Regions from separate parts of the Ovis aries genome. Here region 1 is linked to region 2. Evidence: chromatin contacts called from public Hi-C data. All regions are on one chromosome and are shown on one strand. Each heading gives the region's core, a stretch centred on a gene start, on an enhancer-like site or on the middle of the called end of the contact. The rest is flanking DNA. Distances are from core to core; before and after follow the strand shown. Region 1 holds the start of MAP7 (microtubule associated protein 7). Region 2 overlaps MAP7 (microtubule associated protein 7).

Region 1 (6,318 bases), core at 234-2,733, 130 kb after region 2:
TGCCCTCCTGCTGCACTAACCCTCAGAACCCAGTTTATCAAGTTCCCTAAAGCATTTACAAAGGCACGTCCTCTTAGCCACCCCTTCCCTACCCCAAACCAAAATAATGACCTGCCAATCTTTCAAACACAGTAAGACAAAATAAACCACCCTTCAGGAAGTAGCGTGACTTCAAAGTAAACAAGTTCAAGATTCCTTGTCTTAATCTTAGGTATTTTGGCTGGAGGGATTAAGTCTTCAGACTTTAGGTGCCCCAACTCTACGTAGCTGAAAAGATCCATCATTAGCAAATACGGTTACAGCTTTCCCGGACCTTTTGCATTAATAGAAGCACACCTTCTAAGTCAATACCTCTCTTTTGAGGGTGGAGGAAGTCTCACATTTAGGTAACAATTGTTTCCGATTATGTGTAAGCAGAAAACTCAACTGGGGAGCCTGCAATTGGCACGGCTTTTTTAAAATAAGAAACTGCCTCACCGCCCCCAAGTGTAGAAAGGTACCAGAAACAGTTTACTGGCCAAGAATAGAAGAGGGGAGTAGAAAAGAGAGGTGGATCTGCAAGCAAAAATGATCTCGAGGCGGGGAAATCGAGGGGGGCGGGGGAGACTTAATGCTCTCAGGGATGTGAGCTCTTGCCCCAACCGCGGCTTGGAAGTGGAGGGAGGGGGGGTTCCTCTGTACAGCGTTCGGAGGGGCCGAGACGATTTCCCACTTATGATTGGTGCACTGACTGAAAACATGAACTCCTGAGGATCCTTTCAAGTTAGCGAATCTCTGAGACCTCCACCAGCACCCGCAGGCCCCCACCATCCCGAAAGCAGCCCCCTACTTCCCGACCCCCCGATCTCAGTCCTCTCGCGACCAACGTCGTAACTGCGGACTCCAGGACAATCGCCCCGGAGCGCTGGGCTCCGTCCACCGCGTCGGGCGACCCCGGCACCCGGTGCGCCAGTTAAAGCGAGGTTTGCGCAGAAAAGGATAATCCTGAGAGCCGCACCTGGACAAGGATTTTCCGGCTGGTGGTTTGGTTGGGAACAGGATTTCCCCATTCAACCAAATTAGACCCAGCCTGGCAGGTGGGAGAGGAGGACCGGCGTCTCCCCATTTCCTCCTCCCGCCCGCGCTCCCTGGCGCGCTTCCACCTGTTGGGGGAAGTCGAGCTGGAGCGCGAGAGGGGCGGCCCTTGCTGCTGCCGGGCGCCAGCGAACTTGGGCGCCGGGGCCGCGCGATGGACGCGCGGCGGCGGAGGGTGGAGGGCCAGCGCGCTCCGAGCCGGCCGTTCGGGCCGCGGCCGGGCGGGGGAGGGGAGCGCCGGCCCCACGCGAGCCCCGCAGCCCCGCTGGCGGCCCTCCCGCCCGCGCCCGCCCGACCCCCACCTGCCCCCGCAGCTCAGTCACCTGTTTCGCTCTGCGCGACGCCATCGCCGCCCGTGTGGCTGTCGCCGCCCGCTCCCAGGTCCGCCATGGTGCTCCGATGACGCGCCCGGGGAGCCGCTCCGCCCTCTTCCTCGGCTTGGCTCCCGCCGGCCCCCCGCCTCCCGGCCCGCGGCCCAGACAGGTGAGCGCGGTCTGGGGAGGGCGGAGGAAGGAGGGAGCGAGCGCTCGCGAGCCCGCGGCGGCCTGCGCCCGGCGCGCCCCCTCGTGGGCAGGTACGGCGTGGCAGCCGCTCCAGCTGACGCGGCTGGGTTTCCGCAACCAGAGCAGCGGGCGGAGTCAGGCAACCTGAGCTGCGAGCTTCTGGTCCCGGCTGCCCGGCTCCTCGAGGTCTGTAGGGGGTTCGGGGACGCTTGGTGGCGCTAGGAACTGGGACGCGCTCAGGATCCGTCGAAGTGAGGCGAGAGCATCCGGAAGGCTCTATCCCTCTCTGAGCTCCGAGGCAGCCTGATCAATGTTAGACTCGCCAGGGCTGGGGTTCGTGGTGACAGCCGCCGAAGACTATGATGCCACGTGGAAAGCCGGACTACACCGGCTGGATTCGACTCAGCGGTCCAGTCTTCATCTGCGTTTTAGCACATCACTGCCGACGACCTGTCTTTTCACCTGGCTTCTGTATCTGATGTTCCCCAGGGCACACAACTTTGTGCCCAGTGATGTAGCTTTTCTTATTCTTGACTTCCGATTAGCAGCTTACCTTGACTCGTGGCTGGCTCCGGAAGACCAGGGGAAAAAGCAGTAGGCAACAATTTCTTTCTTTTTTAAGAAACAGATTATTAGCTGCAGAGACATCAATTTCTGCTCTAACAAGCAAATGAACGTTAAGCAACAAATGCTGAGAAAAAAGAAAAAGTAGCCTGTATAAAGGGAAACGTAAAGAAACAAAATGGAGCAGAGATCAGTTCTGCCTGGTTACACAGAGATGCAGTCCCACAGCCTCGGTTGGCTGAACACGAGTCACAAGCTCCCAACAGTTTAAAATCCTCTCAAGGACTTCAGCAGAATCTAGGGGAGCCCAAGCGTGTCTGAGAACAGGGTTGGATTTCTTGGTAGGGTGACAACTCTCACCATCCTTGCATGCACAGCCTGCTACTCTGAGCCCAGGAATGGACTGGTTTTATTTGGTTTACTGGGTCACTGGCTGATTAGGTAGAGGGTTTCATTAAGGGACACGTGCTGCGGTTTGTAGTTATGGATTTTCCCTCGGTGCCATTTCTATAGTAGACTAGGCAAACTGATCATTTGGCAGTGTGACCTTCCTAAATCACATTCAGATCACTCTTAGTGCCCTTCTAATCAATGAAAATAAAGCATCAAGTGGATGGAGGTAGTTTTAGACTTCAGCTTGGGTCCAACCAAAGGTATTTTTTAATAAATTAAGTCACCAGGGTTTAAGACACTTTCCTTTGAACATCAGAAAGACTCTGAATTCTCTGAAAGAAAAAGAATCAAGAATCCTCCTTAGTAAAAGGAGGCCATTTGTTTTCAATCTTCTATACTATTTACTTAAGTGAACCAGTAAGTTCTTTCTTTGACTTCCTCCCCTCCCAAAAGTGAAGACTTACTGGTGTGTTTATTTGTATGTGTTTGGTTTTTGTTTCTGTCTGTGCTCATTCCTTCTCCCATTCTTTTGATAACTTACGTTTTAGTTTGTCACCAAGTTACACAAAAATAAATGCAACAAGAAACACACCAAAATGCTGCACTTAGGCCCTGTACAGATTCTCTATTCCAGACCCCATGCAGAGTCTGTTAACAGAGTGGACTGTCGGGTGACTTGGGAAGGATCACATCTGTTAAATGTCGCCCCACCACGTTGTATTTCATGTTGCACTTTACTGAGAACACGGAAGCCATCTGTCCTGAGCGCCCACATCCAACTCAAAACCTTGCCGAATCATTATGACTCCCTTTTCCAGGGGAGGAGCTGGATGTCCTCAGGCCACTCACTCCCCCTCCTGCCTCCTCGGAAACCTCATCTCTCCCTTATCCCTACTCCCCAAACGCCTCCCCATTCAAGGGGCTCTGCCCCAACAAATACATTCAGGACTCCCTGATTCTGAAAATTTCATCCTTTGACTTCCCACCCTGCCAAATCTCGTCATATATTTTGTTCACCAAAGGGGATGAATATGTGGACCGTGTGCCGCCATCAGCTTAATCATCTTTGTTTAACCGACTGTGGTCTTTCTTACCTGTCTATAAAAGCTTTCTTGGTCACAAAATCAAATTCCATTATTTTGATCTGTATTCCCCTAGACTTTCTGCAGCACTCAAGCCTGATTGTTTTCCTCTTGGGTTACCCTACTAGCCTGATGTTTCTCATTCCTCTATGGTCAGTTCTTTTGTCTGTTTTGTGGATTTAAATTCTTCCTCCTTCTCAACTTGTCCCCAAACCTACCTCCTCCCCAAATCTTAGGCCATAACCTTTCTATCTCTATTCTGACAGCCCTCACCTACTGTTATCTCCATCCAAATGACTCCTAAATCGAGAATCTATACCCTGACTTCAGTCCTGACTTCCACCAATACATCCTCAAGGGTCTCTGGAAATTCTAGCATGTTCTCTTTCATGCCCATTCTAGCAGGATGCCCTGACATTAACTCAACAGGTCCCCAGACCAGCATCCCCCCAAACTTGCCTATTTTTGAATTCTCTTACTCAAGTAGGTTCAACATCTTCATCACTGCCCAGATCAGGGTTCCAAAATTTTGTCAATTCATTGTTTTAATTCTACCCTCTCAATTCATATCACTCTGTAGCTTCCACTAGACCCTCCTTCACATCTTAAACAATTTCTGAATTGCTCTGTCCAATTTCCATTCCCTCTAATTTACCCAACACAACTTTACCAAGTTAATCTAACACACACACACACCATTTCTACATAACTAAATACTAACTCCACTTCCCTCCCTGACCATCCCCCAATGACATCCTGAGCTCTCCTATCCCATTTCCACTTTTCAACTCTATAATTCATATTTCCAGCTAAGTAAGAGTTAAAATGAGTTAAAATTTGTGTATGCTTTAGTGCAATAGGAAAGTTGTTCACTTTCTCTGGAACACCTTGAAAATCTCTTTCTGCCTTTGTTCTTGGAGCTGTTTGCCAGAATGACTTCTCCAGTCCGAAGTAATTTAATACTTCCTTTCTTCCAAGGCCCAGGTTGAGGTCCACCAATCAGTGAGACTTATTCCACCTGTCCTGGGTCTCTTGGCAATCTGGTCCTCTGAACCTCTCCACGGTCTTCTGTACTTGTAACTTGTCCAGCCTTTAACATAGACCAGATGTAGTTTGTTACTGCACATCTGCCTCTTCAATCTGATATGAATGACTTGGTGGCAGGGGCTTCGTCTTCTCTTTCTCTTTAGGTGTCCATAAAGTCTGGAGCCATCAATTATTTGCTTTGCTGACAGATGTCCTCAGTGACACACGTGCCTGCATTCTGAACCGGATGGGCTTCGTGTCTATCTCTCCTGCTGCTATAGCACCTCACACACAGTAGGCCTTCCAGTGGGTTCACAGTTAATCCCTCTTTGCCAAACTGTGTCATGTGATAGCTTGGGAATGAAAGAAACACAATATGCAATAACAGAACTAGGAGAAATAGGTCAAACTGTGGTTTAAAAGAAACATTGGATCTATTTTTGAGTCTGCCCCTGGCACCCACGTGAATCTATTTTGTTACAAACATTTTTCTAGGCTCAGCTCTGGACCTTGACTTTGCTGTAAAGCCTCCCTTGACCCCCTCTGGCAGTTCGATGCAACTATAGCGCTTACCGCATGTACTGTTGTTTCTATTGTTAAATTATCTGTTGTTGTTTAGTTGCTAAGTCACGTCTGATTCTTTTGCAACCCCATGACTGTAGCCCGCCAGGCTTCTCTATCCATGGGATTTACCACGCAAGAATACTGGAGCGGGTTGCCATTTCCATCTCCAGGGGATCTTCCCAACCCAGGAATTGAACCTACATCTCCTGCACTGAAGGCAGATTCTTTACCACTGAGCCACCAAGGAAGCCTTAAATTATCTGTAGAGCTTTGTAAACAGACCTCTGGGCCCTACCCCAAACCAGTGACAACAGTTTCTCTGAGACGGTGGCATCAATATATATTTTTAAGTGTCCAGATCATGTTAACATGAAGCTGGGTTGAGAATCACTGGCCTTGATCGATGCCAATGGCCTTTCAGTGCAAAACTTCCATGGAAATTGAGCTATAATGGAACTGCCTTCTTTTGTGATTAAGGCCCAGAATTCTGAAAGAACCCCAAGGATGCCAGTCTAGGGATATATTATGAACCATATAGGGATAGAGAAACGTTTGCCCATAGATACAGGGTAGGAAATGGCAACCCACTCCAGTATTCTATTCTTGCTGGGATAATCCCATGGACAGAGGAGCCTGTGGCCTGCAGTTTATGGGGTCACAAAAGAGTTGGACACAGCTGAGCTACTGAGCACTACTACTACATAGGGTAGGAGGGAGATCCCAAGAGGAGATTACATCATTAAAGAGTTGGCTCAAGATAGGCAGCTTGATGTGTGTGTGTGTGTGTGTGTGTGTGTGTGTGTGTGTGTGTATGGTTTTAAAAGAAGCACTTAACCATTACAGGTGGGGATATGAACTGTGGCTTGATAAACAAGTTCTCCTGTCTTTAAGTGTGAGTGAAATGATTTGTGATTTCATTTATACCTCACCTCCTTCGAGATTTCTCCATAGGACACAGGTCTGTTCTCAGGATTGGGGTGGAAGAAAAAAATGCAGCTGTGTTGTTGCAAGTATCAAATAGGAACATACTGGTGAGAACTTTTTACACACTCTAATGCAATATATAAAACATATACTGTATGTTGATTTTCACTTAGAAATAAAGATGACTA
Region 2 (7,385 bases), core at 342-2,841:
TCATTTTTTTCTTACTCCTGGGGTTTGGTCTATTTCCTCTTCACAGTCATCCTGCATACTGTTCTCAGACATCTCCCTCCCCCTGCCACCGGCCCCAATCCCAAACAAAACCTAGTGTCATAGCCCTGCGTGAGGATCTGTTAGTTACCGTTCCCGCGGTTCAGCTCCTTAGACTGACCATATGATCCTCTCCATTTTTATGTGCTACCCCTGCCCCAAATCCCTCTTCCCACCTGTCAAACTTCAGTCATCGTTCAAGTTCTAGGTCAAACGGCTCTTCCTCTGAAAAGCCTTCCCTGACACCAAGGTCACTCCCATAGTTCCTCTGCACTCCTACCTGTACGCCAGATGGTAATTACTCTGCTCTTACATGTTTCTGAGTCTTTCCCCACATAAAACAATGACTAGTTTAGCAGATGATTAAAGTAAGTCTAATGAGGAATGAGCTAAGGAATTAAAGGGTTATATGACCTCCAAGCAAAGTGATTTACATTGAGCCTTAGTGTTAATTCAAAGCCTTCTCAACCAGTCATTTAAACTGTTTTCCACTCTCCTCTCATTTGAGTATTACTCTGGAGAACTGCCTGGTAATAAAGATGACCTTGTAGGATACCCACAACACTGCGTCTCCTGCCTGAGGGGACTTCCTACTCTGCCTTCATCCCTGGACACAGTGGTAGGCTAATGAGATTGAGCTGCTAGGGCAGAGCTGAGGTGCTTATACCTGTGAAAGACATTTTCTTTTGAGACAGGAAAGCAACACTGTGCCAGGACTTCTTATCTTCAGAGCTAGGCTCAATAGAGTGTTTAGTTAGGCCTCAGCTAAAGTCAATAGAGTTTTGCTAAAGCACACAAAACGATGATTGTCCTCAGACTCTCACTGCCTCGACCCTAATCCACTTTTACTCCTCCAAAGTTGGTGCCATCCTCTTCCCTCGCTGTCTTACTGAGCCCCGCCTGCTAGACCAGGAAGGACAAATGCCCCCGTATCTCTGCCTCCCCGAAGCTCAGAAGCATTGGTTTCTCCAGTCCCGGGCATGTCAGTCAGTCTCTGGAGTCTGACCTGCCACCCTCACCTTTATCATCACAGTTGTCATGGTGAGCTGTGCTCAGCTCTTTATGCTGACATCAGGTGATTTACAGGCTTTAGCTTCATAGCCACCTGCCGAGGGAGACACTGCTATTAAACTTACAGAGAAGTGAAGTAACCTGCCTGAGGTCTCACAGTAAGTCAGTGGGGGGACTGGAATCCAAACTCTGGACTGTCTGATTCTAGAAGCAAACAAGGAACCATTACGCTAAAAGGCAGGATTGGGAATACTTCCCATGACTAAGGCTCCTCCTCTAGACTGGGAGAAGGTGGGAACCCAATGTGAAGATCCTGATTTTCTCACATCACTCTTGGCCTTCATCATTTGTTTACAAGACCCCTTACTTTTCAGGCTTTAAGACCTTTTCACTGTCAGCTTTACAGGCAAAGGAGACTTGGGAGAAATAAATAATGGTTGCTTAGTCACAGTGATTCACCTGACGTTAAAGCTTCAGCCTGTGAGTTATTTAATCCATTCCATGACAAGCGTTTATTCTTCCCAGTCCTGTGCCTGACTCCCGAGGCAGTGTTGCGGTATCGCTCATGGCCACATCCCTCCCACTCACGTGTGCTCTGACCCTTGGCAGCTCACAGCCTGCCTGGCAGCCTTGCGAGATTTTGTACACTCTATTCATCAAGAGACAACTTTTGGAAACCAGAAGCCACAGCTGACCACAGATCTGTCAAAGTTTCATCCAGCATATATTTGGACTAGCAAGACTGCTTTCCCAAAGCCCAAAGTCTGGGTTTTTGGGGTGTGTGTGTGTACTGAGGACAGTTTTGTCAAAACCAATGACTTCCTTATATGTCTATATGTCTAGGAATAATAATAATAATGTGAAGTGTGAAACCAGGGACAATTTCGCTTGTGATTCTAATCAGAGTAGGGGCATCACTGGTTGTTTACTGATTAATTCTACTCTATCAACATTTTTGAGATGAACATTCTAAGCCAGATTGAAATGATCGTGTATGTCTTGACCATACTCTTAGTAACACTGCTGCCCCTGAGTTGACAACACACTCAGACTGGAGGAGTGGGAAGGGAGGCAAAGCAGAAAAGTTATGACTGGAGGGGCAAGAAAGTCTGGTGAATTTATCTGAGAAACAAGGCAAATATAATCTAATTGAACATCAAAATCTTTTTCATATTATCTTATGGTTGTTTCTAATATATTACATTCTGACAGATCTCCTGCACAGCTTTGAACTTAGCCACAAAACCCAATATGAATGAATTGAATGAGAGATTTGAGAAATTTAATTTTTTTCTTCATGAGCTATAGGAGTCAATCATACAATTCACTGATAATCTTTCATAATTTTACAGACTCTCGAAAGCCTCTGATCCATACCTCAAACTTAATCTGTATCACCTTCAAAAAGGGAAACCTTATATCTTCCTAAACACAGAAAACTACTTGCCTGCTCAATATTCCTCATATATTCCTTAGAATTTGTCAGCATACTGTAAGATTATTAGTTTTGTAACATATGAAGACCAAGTAGTTTCAAGGTAAAACCATTATATAGATTATCTTTGTGTCCTTGTTCATCTAACTGAGAAACTGCTTAAGAATGAGATTTTCAGACTTGTTTCACTGGATGTTGTAAGGGCAGATATTACCTGATAATTTGGTAATATCTAACTAATTTGCAGTATACCTGCAGCACATACACTGAAATGCACAGACTATTCGCTTACCATTTAACCAACAGCTGTTAGACATCAACTATGTGCCAGGCACTTTTCTAGGTACTAGGCTACAGAAGTTAAAAATGACGTAAGTCCTTTCTTATAATAAGCTTATATTCCAGTGAAAGCAGACAAGACAATAAACAAGTAGAATATCAATATATACATGCTTAGATGTTGCAAATAACATGGAGAAAAATAGAGGGTGCTAGTTTGCTGCTACTGCTGCTAAGTTGCTTCAGTCGTGTCTGACTCTGTGCGACCCCACAGATGGCAGTCCACCAGGCTCCGCCGTCCCTGGGATTCTCCAGGCAAGAACACTGGAGTGGGTTGCCATTTCCTTCTCCAATGGATGAAAGAGAAAAGTGAAGGTGAAGTCGCTCAGTTGTGTCTGACTCTTAGGGACTCTTAGCGACCCCATGGATCGCTACCCGGCTCCTCCGTCCATGGGATTTTCCAGGCAAGAGTACTGGAGTGGGGTGTCATTGCCTTCTCCAGGGTGCTAGTTTGGGGAGCTACAAATCTGAGGAAGATGGCCAGGGAAGGCATCACTAAAGAGGTGGCATTTAAACAATACCTGAAGGAGGAGAGAAAATTATTTACATGCATCTCTCAGGCCAAATATTCCAGGTGGAGGGCATAGCAATGTAAGTTCTAGGAGGTTAGAAAATTGATCTTTCACTTCAATAGCCCCAGGGTTTCTAGCTCAATAGTGACCCCACATCAAATACTAAGTGAATGAATATGTGAATTAAAATAGCATGAAATAGCTTCTTAAAAAAGGAGGTGGTGGTAGTAGTGGCCAATTACTTTACTAAAGTCAAAAGTTTATATTACATAAATTTCACATGCCTTGATTCTTACAGATGTTTTACAAGAGAGGTTAGTAACCAGGATCTATTCCAAGTTCTTACAGACTCTTAATGACTCCAAGGTTAACAAATGGTCAATGCCACAAAGTATTTTCAAAAAGATGTCAGAATCTGCTCCAACACTTACATTTACCCTCTGGTTCTATGTCAAGCGGACAGTGAGTACAGCACGCATGTACCCTGCTTGTATGTGGAAGCAGAAAGGCTCTTCCTCTACATGATAGCTGGGTATGTGCCCAGCTCTGAAACCTGAAAAAACCCACCACCTGAATCCAAAGCATAGGGACTGCTCTCTATTTAACAGCATTGCCATTTGTTGAAGACCGTAAACATGGACGTTGGTGACCCTGTACATAAACAGCTGATACGGCAGAAAGAAAAAAGGGTCCATTAACTATTCCATTTTAAAGGTTCAGTTCCTTCCTTAAGCTAAATTATCCCAATGCATTAAAAAAAAATAAAATAAAAGACAATGCATAAAATAACTTACATCAGCAACTATGGCAGGCTTACCCAACAGAAAGTACAACCATTGTGTTAATTTGCTCCTAAACGGGATAATACAGAGTGAAGTGCTTAGAACATTGCTTTGCCCATAGTCAGTGCTCAATTAACATGATTATTATTAATAATATTATTAGTATTTAATTAAAGGCTTGAGTATAGTCAGAAAATTATGCATCTGTTTTATATTTAGTCCTATGTACTGGCATAAAAAGAATTAGAAAACTATGACCATACTCTTTAAAAGCTTGAAATATATGCAACTAGAAAGTTCTATAAAGTCCCACTAGAAGAAGTTCAATAACATATAAAATAGCTAAAACACGATAGTTATGCAAGGTACAATATATAGTAAAAAAAAAATGAGAGTTTCCAAGAGGGAAAAGATCATAAAACTAGGAAGGCTTCAAAAAGCAGGACTGGTACTGAACGTGACAGAGCTGGACGAAGTACATCAGTGAGACAGTTTTGGGTAACTAAACTCTAAATTTATTAAAGTCTGCAGTAGGATGATAGCAGAAGCAGCAAATTTAAAGGCAAGGATCCGAGACCTCTGCTGAAGACAGAGGAGTACTGGACCTGTGACTATGTGGGTTTAGGGACAGGGTGTGAGGCAACCTCCACTTACAAACCTGAGGCCACCGCTAGAGGACTAGGCTGAGTCCAGACTGACCAGCGGCATCTACAAGTGGCTCAACAGGCCAGCGTGGAGACGAGGCAGTGCACAGCACTGGACCACCAGGAAGAGAACATTTTATCCTGCAAAAGATTCAGTAGTTAAGGCTCGGAGTCAGAAAGATGCCAGAGCCTCCAGCAGCAGCAGAAAGTATCAAAAAAAAAAAAAAAAAAGACCTGAAACATAATGCTGTGGGGGTGTGGAAGGGTGGAAGGCATATTGGTGCAACTGACTGGTACACAGCAATTACTCAGAGGAGTGAAAGCTGATGGACAACTTACTGTATAGAAGTTGAGTTTTAGATGATAGGAAAGCATCTACTATCTTAAAGAGTGAGTTGGGAATGTGGAACCCATAATATCAACACAGGAGAGTAGAAATCATGAGAACAAATACAATTCTCCCCACCTAGCCCAGGAAAAAAAATTAAAGCTTAGAAGAGAGATGGTAAAAAAATATGCAGAAGTCAAGAGAGAAGTTTGAAGGAATGGCCTGAATTAGAGTCAGATGAAATAGACTAGTTGAGGACATTTTTTCATGAGAAAACCTTTTAAGGCAGAAAAATAAAGCTTTCAGAGTATATATTCCCAACCAAATGAACAGAACAGTCCCACACTTCAAGAATTATGCCTGATTTTATGTGATAAATTGAAGGATAATGTAGAAACAGCAGGCCACATGACATAATCCTATCACAATGCATTAAAGCATGACTCAGAGATTTAACCCACAGAAAGTTATTAACAGACCTGCTGTTTGCAAAACAATACAAACATAACATGTCACCCAAGCAAAGATCTTTACTCTCCTTCTTTCTACTTTGCTTTTTAAAATGTGGTCTTTAAAAAAAAAAAAATTCAATGATTTCAATATTAATTTCAGCCTACATTCAACAGTAAATAATCAATCTCACCAGCCAATTGCTTTCAACTTTGCTTTGTTGGAATTTCTGGGATGTATTCTTTTTTTCTCTTTATACTTGGAAAGCTTTAAACTTTGAAAGCTTGGTAATAGCTGATATTATTGACTGCTTTTGTGTTTTCAAAAAGCACACTCCAAAGATCTTTGAGATAATAGCCATTCCTCCACCCTACCTGCCATTTTTTAAAAAACACTATTCCATTGCCATCATAGTTTCTGCAAAGCTGTTTATGGGTAGTTCATCAGATGCCCTTTGATTTTCTCTTAGTACTAAAATTTGTTAGAAATAGCCCTTTTGTATTCAAAGGCACAGCTTAAATCAGATGCTAGATTTTAGATGACTCTTTCACAAACGTAAGGGCACATCTGCATGTTTGTGTATTTCTGAAGACTAATTTCTACTCACAGAACTTAAGTGGAAAAGAACATGCCAAAAGACATTGGTTTAAAATTTCAAAAGAAAATACAATTAATGCAGAAAAAATAACATAAAAATAAAATGCAGAGTAAAATAAAATATAAATACAGTAAATAAAATGTTACTTCATTAAAACTATGACTGTCAACAACAAGAAAAGAGATCAAAATTAAGGAACCTGTAGTATTAAATACAGCAGGGGTAAGAAGGAAGAAAAACAAAGCCTAGAATACGCTGGGTGTGCTAGTCGTTCAGTTGTGTCCGACTCTTTATGACCCCATGGACTGTAGCCTGCCAGGCTCCTCTGTCCATGGAATTTTCCAGGCAAGAATACTGGAGTTGGTTGCCATTTCCTTCTCCAGGGGACCTTCCCAACCCAGGGATCGAACTTGGGTCTCCCGCATTGCAGGCAGATGCTTTATTGTCTGAGCTACTAGCTCACCAAATTAAGTTGTGACCACAGGATAATATAATAATTTGAACTTTACTTTGACCCATTATTAATCTGATGATGAACAGATGTTGGGTCTGTTACCAAATCCCCTTTTGCCACCTGTCCCTGCACCACTGCTCTGCAGTCCCCATCTCTTCTAGTTCCCTGGATGACTCTGTTCATCCTCTAGCTGGAAGCTCAGGTGGTCCCTGACAACCCCAGGCTGGGTTAGGTTCTTCTGTGGGTTCTCAATGCCCCATGTGTGTACTCCTTCAGTACCATCCTCTATTAGAATTGCTGTGTGTTAATCTACCCTCTCCCACCTCCCACTAGATTGCAGCTAACCCTGGAGGGCCAAGTCTTAACCTTTATTCATCTTTTTAGCATATAGCAAATATGCTATATGCCTGGCAAATAGCAGTTTTAAAATATATAAATTGATGATGCATGTTCTACACCATTGATGTATGGTCTGAAATATGATTTAAAATATGGGGTTATTTATTAAGAAGAAACCCAGCCACTTAACAGATAAAGCAAGGCAACTTACAGAGAGAATCTGCAGACTCAGAGCTATACAACTTTATAGCATAAGAAGGGAAATCATTATTGTGTGACCAGCATAATCATGCTTTCCATGATAAAACTAGTAACACCTGGATTTGAAAGACAAAGAAACCCAAATGGAAAGACCCGAGTTAAGGTGTAAAAGCTAATTCTTCATGGGGTTTAAATCATAAAGGAATAGTCTCCTCACCCTATGGAGCTCCTTTAA

Evidence for each region. A called contact is a pair of places that touch in the nucleus more often than the background predicts.
Region 1: a Hi-C map of liver shows a contact between it and region 2, with 2.3 times the contacts expected there. The contact joins the promoter of MAP7 here to the enhancer-like site in region 2. A contact is called at or near these places in 2 of 16 Hi-C or Micro-C datasets (liver and mixed tissues).

The regions. Positions count from the first base shown.
Region 1 is chr8:61,829,102-61,835,419 of ARS-UI_Ramb_v3.0, forward strand. It overlaps MAP7 (microtubule associated protein 7), which reads right to left and starts at 1,484. Exons shown (of 17, transcript XM_060419735.1): 1 at 1,398-1,484. The coding sequence starts at 1,464.
Region 2 is chr8:61,695,395-61,702,779 of ARS-UI_Ramb_v3.0, forward strand. All of the region lies in intron 3 of MAP7 (microtubule associated protein 7), which reads right to left. Among named protein-coding and RNA genes, the nearest start is that of TRNAG-CCC, 110 kb to the right of the region's middle. Within about 2 kb of position 1,592, at least 16 of the 54 cell types and tissues checked have an H3K27ac peak or open chromatin away from gene starts, as enhancers often do. A contact at or near this core is called in liver, where this site is marked.